2 separate regions of the Rattus norvegicus genome follow, and region 1 is linked to region 2. The links are chromatin contacts, called in public Hi-C maps. All regions are on one chromosome and are shown on one strand. The core of a region is the stretch at or near the end of the contact, and the rest is flanking DNA. Distances in the headings are between cores, read along the strand shown. Region 1 holds the start of Rasgrf1 (RAS protein-specific guanine nucleotide-releasing factor 1). Region 2 has its middle 25 kb from the start of Mir184.

Region 1 (4,700 bases), core at 755-3,254, 76 kb after region 2:
ACTATCCCGCACCATTGGGGGATAAACCCCAATAAAGCCCTGCTCTACATCAGCCTCAATCTGATTCAAATCCCAACACCTTCACTTTCCATTAGAGTAAGCCTGTGAACTCAAACCCAACCTACACTGAAGGAAGCATAATGGCTGACCTGAGGCAAAGTGCTCTTAGCATAGTGCCCCTTACCAAATATTTCTTTGGCCCTTTCTGTAACAGGCTTCAAAATGGGAATTTATATAAAAACCTCAATACTGAAAATTATGCCCCTACAACCAAGGCAAGGGAAGTTAGTGAGTTGCCTGCAGTTAGGACTCTGATGTGGAAGAATTAAGAATTCAAGCTAGCCTGGGCTACATACCAAGATGCAGTCTGAAAAGAGGAGAATGTCTAGGTAAGAAAAAGAATGGGACAGGAGAAAAAAGGAAATTGAAAAACAAGGAAAAATTATTACAATCATTTCCACAGCCTCTCTCTCTCTCTCTCTCTCTCTCTCTCTCTCTCTCTCTCTCAAATCAAGACTGCATTAAGGGGCTTAGCCCCTTTTTCTTTTGATTATCCGAGGAAGAAAAATTAACATCATATAAGAGCACAGGCCTGAGCCACTATGTCCTGAACTGGAACAGCTCCATTCCAGACCATGGTGTGTGTGTGTGTGTGTGTGTGTGTGTGTGTGTGTGTGTGTGTGTGTGTGTGTGCACTCTAAAGGGGGAAGGGCTTTCGCGGTTTTGTGAGAAAAGATGGTGTTTTTTCTCCAGAGAGCTGCGAGGACACCCGTCCCGGCTGCAAACTGTCAGCGCCGGGCGCCGTTCCCGGTTTCAACGAGGCCGCTGCCCTCTGCGGCAGACGGCGATGCGCGCTCCCCGCACCAGAACCCGGCTGGCCTGGCAGCCCGCGCGCTCTGCCGGTGCAGCATGCGGGCGCTGTGACGTTCTCGGATAAATGCCGTGTAACTGTGTAGGCGAATTGAAGCTAAAAATAAGAACGGAAAATCTATCATTAAGGTATCATTGCGCCAGCGCAGCTATTTGAAGGCTCCCATGGTCCCCGTCGCCTGTGTTTGAAGCCCGCCTTCAGGCTTCAGGGGTATTTGCTGAAAACTCCCAGCAGCGGCTTGCCAGCCAGACCTTAGGGTTCATGGGGTGACACCGGTAATGATGGCAACGCTCCAAATGGAATAAAAATAAACGGTCACCTTTCCCCACCCAAGTTCACCCCTTGTATTCTCGGGTCGCTGGCGAAGTCAGCCAGGAATAGAGCTGAAATCAGAAGAAGAAAAGAGAGAGACCCGAACGGTTATGCAAAAATTAGTACATCCCTATCCCTAGTACATTCGCTATCCACCTTCCTCCATCCACCTTGAATTAGAAAAATAAAGTAGGGAAAGAAGGTGAGGGAAAGCTGTAGGAGAGAAAAATGACAAATGGGGCTAACCCTAGGTCTATGGTGTGCCGCGGTGGGGCGCAAAGAACGCAAACTCCGGGGAGGTGAGTCTCCGGGGTGCCATTGGGTTGAACGAAAATTGATCTGATTTGGCTTAGAACACCCAAAGTGGAGAAGAGGAAAACAAGGAGCGAGGAGTAGGCGTGTGTGTGTGTGTGTGTGTGTGTGTGTGTGTGTGTGTGTGTGTGTGTGTGTGTGTGCGTGTGCGTGCGTGTGTGTTTGCGTGTGTGTGTCCGGGGAGGGGAGGAGGCGCCAAGGTGCAGCCTGCGTGCGGCTCTGCGCCTCGGCGGGGCTGCGTGCGTGTGTCCCTGTCCGCGCTGCTGAAACGGGCTCTTCGAGGGATTGGCGTCATATGACTCCGCCTGCTGCCCCCTGCCAACGCTCAGACCGCCCTTCCCTCAGTTCGCTGAGGGAGGGTCGGGCGACATCCCCAGGGGCCCCGCAGCTCTGCGGAGGGAAGAGCTTTCAGCAAGGAGGGGTCCACCTAGGAGCTCAGCGGCAGATCTCAAAGTGTATATCTTGAAGGGGCGGGGTAGGAGAGAGCGGGAGGGAGGGGGAGAGAGCGAGAGAGAGCGAGAGAGAGAGGGAGCGTTCAGCGAGCGCCAGAGAACGGCAGAGCGGCGCGCACCGACGAGGGGCAGTCGGGTGCCTCTCGGAGATGTTTAGTGCGTGAGGTCTCTCTGGCCTCCAAGCACCATGCAGAAAGCCATCCGACTGAACGATGGCCACGTCGTGTCCCTGGGACTGCTGGCCCAGAGAGACGGCACGCGCAAAGGCTACCTGAGCAAGAGGAGTTCGGACAACCCAAAATGGCAAACCAAGTGGTTTGCGCTGCTGCAGAACCTGCTCTTCTACTTCGAAAGTGACTCGAGCTCTCGGCCCTCGGGGCTCTACCTGCTGGAGGGCAGTATCTGCAAACGCATGCCCTCCCCCAAGCGAGGGACCTCCTCCAAGGAGTCCGACAAACAGGTGAGGGAGCGCCGCGTCCCGACCTCCCGCGCCCCCGCTAAGGCCTTTGCGGGTTCAGGGACTTCCATCCAGCTTCAGTGACAGAACTTTGACCCTCTACTCTAAGCATTTAGGGAGTCTCAGCATCTTTCGCGGGAAGAACACGCAGGACCAAATTGGGAGGGTGACCCTAGTGCGGGCAGAGGGAGGCAGGGACTGCGGGTAGGATGCCGCTACCAGCTGCGGCCGCCCTTGGTAGGGTGAGCCCCGTGGGGGGTGGGGGGGGCGGGGACAGAGAGGCTGAAACTTGGAGATACAGATGAAGATGGGGTCCAAAGAACCCACTCGGGCAAGGAATCTCATCACCGTCCCACTCAAAATGGTGCCCCTAAACCCATCCCTACCCCCACCCCCACCCCCCATCTCTGATAGCCCGATCTTCTGCCCCAAATGTGAAATTCCTTGCACTTGAGCTTGGAAAGGGTGAGACAGACATCGGAGCGTCGCGGTCCCCTGCCTCCTGCAGCTAGGGGCGAGGAATAATCTGCGCTAGCTGGCCCAGTTGGGGGGTGCGAAGGCCTGAGGAGTCATTTTGTGCGATCTAGTGATGGTGTGCACCAGCTGGTTCTGGCCAAGCTAACAAACCCCAGGGTTACAAAAACCGCTAAAATGCGCAGAGGCCAGGGCCTGGGCTGCTGCGAAGCAGTGGGACAAGTGGGTTCTTCTTTCCTCCCCCGCCCCCTTCGCCGCCGCGGCCGCTGCAGTCGCCGCGGTAGCGCTGTGCTCACTCGTTCCCTCGCTTGCTGATGTTGCCCAAACAGCAAGGCTAAAGGGCTAGGCCTCGATGCGCAATTGGGCCTAGACTTGACAGACGCGCTAGTTTGCCATTGAAAGGGGAGGGGCACCTGCAGCCTCTGGGTGGGAACCCTCGGGGTGAGATATCTTTAAGCTTGATAGCTGCCCCCCCAAGGCATTTAGTCCCCTGACCTCTGGGAGGGAAGGAAAAATACATGACAGTGTATCCTAAAATGTCAGCTCTAGGAGAGGCCTGACATTCGTAGGGCCCAGCCCCACCTGGCTAGTTGCCCGGATGGAGACACTGGGGCCTAGAGAGGGGGAGGGGGGAGGAAAGAGAGAAATATTGATTGATTTTTTTTGCACAGCGTCATAGCAGGAGTGGACGTCGACGTAATGTTCTGAGAAGACAACCAACCAGGATCTCAAAAACATTCAGGCTGGTGGCAATTGAATTGACTGGGATGGCAGCCACCCTTGAAGTCTCCTTCTCCATAATTAGGACAGAGATCTGCACCCTGTCCTCCACCACCCTCTTCATACCTTGCCTTAGCTCCTTTAGTGCTAGGTGATGATTTCTGGGGGTGGGGGTAGGCTTGGAAGCGGGGGGGGGGGCAGAAATTAGGGGGAAGGCTCTGAGAATGACCAGTCACGAGACCAGGCAGAGGCTCCCAGGTGGCAAGGAACAGCAGCATCTTTAGCTTGTCCCCAAATGGAGCCTTCCTGGCTCAGCTAGAACACCCAACCCAGACTGTCAGCCCTTCTGCTCACCCACTGTCTGCAGGCAGCCGCAGCACAACTGTATCTACTAGTAGCTTGCACCTCCCCACCCCCACCCCCCCACACCAGGCTCAGCCAAGGCCCTCCTCCCCCAGCTCCCTAAGTCACAGTAGGGTCTGAGCTCCTAGGTGGGAAGGAAAACAGGAGTAGGGAAGCTATGTGGGTGCAGGTTCAAGGCATCTGTCTAGGTTCCCTAAACTAGAAGACTGACAAGCTGGAGACTGAGTCCTCCCCAACTGAATGGCTGCTTGACAGTGTGGCTTCTTCAGCTAACACACAGAAGTCCTCTGAGACTGACGTGTGTACAAAGGGGAAATGGCACGGGCCAGATGGATCCCCAGGTCCTTGAGAACACAAAGCAAAATTTTGTGTAGGAGAAGACGCTCACAATACAATTTAGTGGGCTCTTAACTAGATTAGAATGATATCTGTCTGCATATTAGACTAATCCACTCCCCTCATTCTCCAAGCCGAGAAACTGAGGACCATAGAAAGGGCGTTGCCCTGACAGAATAAGACCTAGAATTGACTCAGTGTCTACATTTGGCAAGATTAGCTGGTACCTGGTAGAACTCCATTTTCAAGGGGCTTTGTTTTACCCAACTGTAAACCTATGGGATCAGAGAGCCAAGTGCAAGCTGGAGATCCCCCACCCTGGTGGCAGTGGCAGGTTGAGAGCAGAACACGTAGCAGATGTACAGAGAATGCTTCTTGGGCTAGGCATGCTAGAGGTGTCATA
Region 2 (4,698 bases), core at 1,545-4,044:
TGGGAATTGAAGGACCCTTCTACAGAGGTCACCTAAGACTACCTGTATAGCTGGTATTTGTATTCTGGTTCATAACAGTAGCAAAATTACAGTCGTGAAAGTAGCAACAAAAATAGTTTTATGGTTGGGGTCATCGCAACATGGGGAACTGTATTAAATGGTCACAGCACTAGGAAGCTTGAGAACAATGGACCTAATGTCTCAAAGTCTCTGGCAATTGCTTGAGCTTTGAGTATCCGTCAATCACTCCCTGGGTCTCTCCCTCCATGCATCAACGGGAGGGTTAAGAAGGCTCCTATCTGTAAAGCGCTTACGGGCACGAATGTGTTGTATTTAATGGGAATGGAGTTGAAATTCTGCATGTAATAATACCCAAGTTCCTTCAGCAGCTGTATTCAGTGTGGCAGGAAATGGCTCGAGAGTAGCTGGGAGAGTCTTGTCGGCTATAATCCAAGATCCAGCCATGCATTCACTTATTTAATAGGCGTAGAGATCTGTAGTGGCCATGACAGTAAGAACTCACAGAACAGTGAACATGCGGTACACTCCATGCCTAGATTTGGACCTCAGCAATGCAGTGAAGGAGATGGCGACCATGTCGTGGGCAAGTGAGGAACAGCCTTAAACAGTCCGGTGTGGACAGAGGCTCATGAACGGCCTCAGTGGTTGGAGAAGAGAGAGAAGTAGCATAGAACCTGGCCATAGTGTTTGTTGGTGTGGTGGAGAAAGGGAAGGGTGGGGACCTTGTTCTAGCCGGGGTATAAAACACCTATGGGAGCAGGTATGTGGTGGGAAGGCAGAGAGGGCCAGTGCAGTGCAGATTCTGTGGGTGTGGCCCTGTGTTACTGTGCAGGGAGGGGGTCCAGGAGAGCTGCCAGTCTACAGGCCTTGTAGGGAACACAGAGGAGATGTCGACTTCTGCGTGAGTGAATTGCTAAGAGGCTGACAGATGAGAACAGGGCGTGGGCCAGGGAGTGTCAAGATAAGATCCTGTCACCAGGAAATGAGAAACTGAACAGGAGAGTTATGGGTTGTCAGAAACTGCTCTTCAGCAGGAAATTCAGCCCAGAAGCTGGGGCAAGAACCTCAGTCAGCACCTTGGAAGCATGCTCAGAAGGCCCCAGTGGACATGCCAGCAGCTCCAGCAGCTGAACATGATGTCTCCTCAGGGCTGCCCCCCAACCCACCCCCCGCCAGCAGTGCTGTGAGGACCATATGGGCTAGCTGCAAATCACATTAAAAGTTGAGCAGTCCATGGTGTCTGGGAGAGGAGAAGTCATTGTCTTCAGTGGAGTAGCACTGGTAAGGGGCATAGTCTCCTGTAATAACGCCTTTGCGGCCATGACTTTGTAAGCAACCCTCACAAAACTCAGTGGTTCATCTTTATAAAAAAGACATGAAAGTGGCATCATGGGTCCTAATTGGGGCGAGGGGAAGGCTCAGCAGGAGTGGCAAAATGACAAGAAAGGGTAAAGGAGATGAACAGGAAGAAAATACATGGTATATATGTATGAGACTGTCAAAGCCTAAGTAATATAGGATGATTTTTTAAAAAGCTTCATAATAAAGCTTAGAGGAAAATATGCCACACACAGACATACACAGACATACATATATACATGCACACATACAAACACGCACAAATCCACACATACATAAACACACACATAAATACATACAGCCACATATATGTACACACACATACACACGTGCACAAATACAAACACATACATACACATATACCAACACACACACATACATATACACATGTACACGCACATATATATGCACATGGACACACACTGCCCAGTCATCAACACATTTTCCGGTATGTGACAAGTCACGCTACAGTTCCAAGCCTGTTTCTAAAAGTACGTGGTGATCACATACCTAATTTCCAGAGCTGTTGTGAGAATCACGTGAACTAACCCTGGGGACTTAGCCTCCCTCCCTCTTCCACCTCTGCGACCCTGTTCCTCTCTCCATGCGTGCTTTGCAAAAGGCGACAGAACCCTATCCGGTGACAGTGTAAAGCTGACTAAAGACTGCAGTCAGCGCATCACCCATCGTCGTAGCTTAACAGAGCCCGACCAAGTCTGCCTGTTGTCAGTTCCTGCCTTTGGAGTTCCCAGGGATCATGGTTGGACTACAGGACAGGAGAATCACAAGGCCACTGAGTTGAGCCATTTGCCCTGGTTGTCAGTTCTGATCTAGGGGACTTTATTATTTCATTTTTCTTTGGCTTTTTAAGCTTTTCTATTCAGTATTGGTGACTAAAAATGAGCATTTGCCCGATGTGAGCATTCTGAGCAAGACCCTTCCGAGTAAGCCCCTCCCCTGAAGCCTCTGGACTAGAGCTTCTAAGGCACTCAGAATGGCAAAGCCACCTCAAGAAAATCAGACAAAACACTGGACCCTTGTCTCCTACAACTGCTGGTCTGCACAAACGCTCCCTAAAGTTCAGAGGATTTCACAGACCCATAGATGCCAGGTTTAAGGCTAACAGTGCCCATCCCCCAGCTCTGCGGTTATGTAAGCCTGCTTCCGGCAAAAGGCCCTGGCGAAAATCACACTGTAGTTAGTGGCATCGCCAAGGGAACACTTCCCATCATGCCTTTTTAGGCTTCCTGATGCTCCACTTGGTGTGAGAATATGAGGATCAATCAAGAGAAGACGCTAACCTCGCAGTCTTCTGTCAAGACAAAGCACTAAATCGGGCAGAAAGCAGGAAGGCCTGTGTTGGGCCTCCATTTGCGTAAACCTACAAACACATCAGCTCCTGCAGCATCCAAGGCCTTTTCTTACCACAAGGGGGCGCCCGCATCATGCGTCAATGTAGTACGTGCTTGGGGTGTTAAAATCGTGGAAGATTGCGGTCTCAGATACAGATAGGGAAACTGAGGCCAGGAGAAAGCAAAGGGTTCCTAAGTCATCCTGGGTAATTTTCTTCTCTGTGATCTTCACTCCCATGTAAGATTAGGTCATGGCTTCCAACAGGGAATACGCTTTGCAGATATTCCTCCCACACCAGGATGAGGAATGCGGCTTGCAGACTGCCCCACAAGAGGGAGCACCTGTGAGCCTCTCAGGCCTGTGCTACCGTGAGTCTTGAACATGGAGACGCCTTGGCTTCTCTGTACAAGATTTTGGTCTAACGATTCAGGCTGGGATGTGAAAATGGCTGGTCTAGGTAGTCTCAGAAGATGCCCATCATCCAGAAACTTCACAACTCTATTCCAGAAATATATGCGGTTTACAACATCTAGAAGCTTCCATATGGCAAAGGTGTGCAGTCCTGATAACCGTGAAAAGTTCTGCAGGCAACAAGGCAAAGCCAGGGTTAAAACCAAGTCACCACTGAACTCCAGATATGTACTGTCTCAAGGCCAAGACAATCATCAGCGAATGTCACTCAGAGAAGTGACGTCATTTTCTCTGCTTTCCCCAGTATCCATCACTGTTTACAAGTAAGGAAAATGAGTGTGATGGTTAGTTTTGATTGTCAACTTGGCACAACCTACAATGACCTGGAAAGGAAGTTTTAATGAGGAATTATTTAGACTAGATTGGCCTGGGGGGGCAGGCTGTGAGGGAGTTTCGGAATTGGGTGAATTGAGTTGTGAAGGTCGGATAGAATGCAGGTAGTGAGTGCCGTTTGTGGGATAGGCCCAAGAGTGAGTGAGAGAGGGGGCTAAGCACTGTCTTGCATGTAATTATTGGTTTTTCTGTTTCTGTTTAAGGATGTAATGGGACAAGCTGCTGCTTTTGTAGTTTCCCTGCTGCAGTGACCTGTGAGCCAAAATAAACCCTTTCTCCCCTAAGCTGATTTTGTCAGGTGCAGCAAGGCTCATGGGGTTTAAGAGATGTTCTCTAGGGTAAAATTACTTTGTTCCCAGTTTCTCTAGGGCAACCCTCAATTAAAAAGCAGGAGCTGGTAGGTACCTGTAGGGCATCCATGCCTGAGGCTCGGTGACTGCCTCTCCCTTTTGCACATGTCCACATCCCTCCATTCATGCCCAGTTCTTCTGCCTTACCACCAGGAACTCTAGTCATTCCCAGATCTGCTTCCTTGACATGAGTCAGCCTCCCAGAGACAGCCCGGTCCAGCCCAGTGACTACATAGGGTAAAAGGCTGCCCAGGATTTGTGCCCTCAGCACAGGCTGGGGGGTCGGGGTGGGGAGAAGGTGTGTGGTTTCATCTCCATTAGATATTTGGATCCCTGAGTAAAGCAGTCTCTTCTAGACAGCAAGAAGAACAGGCAAGAGTGCCCAGGCCTCAATGTACCATTCAGGTGCTCTGGGCTCCGCAGGGCAGTGACTGTTTGTTTATTCCAGGTTCCCTCACACTCAGACTCTCACATTAAGTGTCTGGACACAGCCACAGAAACCAAAAGCATGTATTTCTTAACTTCAAAGGAGTCTGAAACCAATCACCATACCACCAAATCAGGGAGCACTGATGACACTCCCAGAAAAGAGGGCACTGTCCCCTACTGTAGAGAAGGAAGGCATGCCATGGAAGATGTGTTAGTCTGAAATCAGAAAGGGTGTATTAGGGCTGTTTCACTTTTCATGGAATTGGAAGCTTATAAAGGGGTATCTGTGTGCTTCTGTGTGTGTGTGTGTGTGTCTGTCTGACTGTCTGTGTGTGTGTGTCTGTGTTTCTGTGTGTGTGTGTCTCTGTGTCTCTCTGTCTGT

The links. Hi-C and Micro-C count contacts between places; a contact is called where the count stands out from the background.
Region 1: a Hi-C map of frontal cortex shows a contact between it and region 2, with 3 times the contacts expected there. The contact joins the promoter of Rasgrf1 here to the enhancer-like site in region 2. A contact is called at or near these places in 2 of 12 Hi-C or Micro-C datasets (Schwann cells and frontal cortex).

What each region holds. Positions count from the first base shown.
Region 1 is chr8:99,323,058-99,327,757 of GRCr8, forward strand. Rasgrf1 (RAS protein-specific guanine nucleotide-releasing factor 1) reads left to right here and starts at 2,005. Exons shown (of 27, transcript NM_001170531.1): 1 at 2,005-2,407. The coding sequence starts at 2,135.
Region 2 is chr8:99,245,792-99,250,489 of GRCr8, forward strand. No RefSeq gene overlaps it. Among named protein-coding and RNA genes, the nearest start is that of Mir184, 25 kb to the left of the region's middle. Within about 2 kb of position 2,795, at least 19 of the 93 cell types and tissues checked have an H3K27ac peak or open chromatin away from gene starts, as enhancers often do.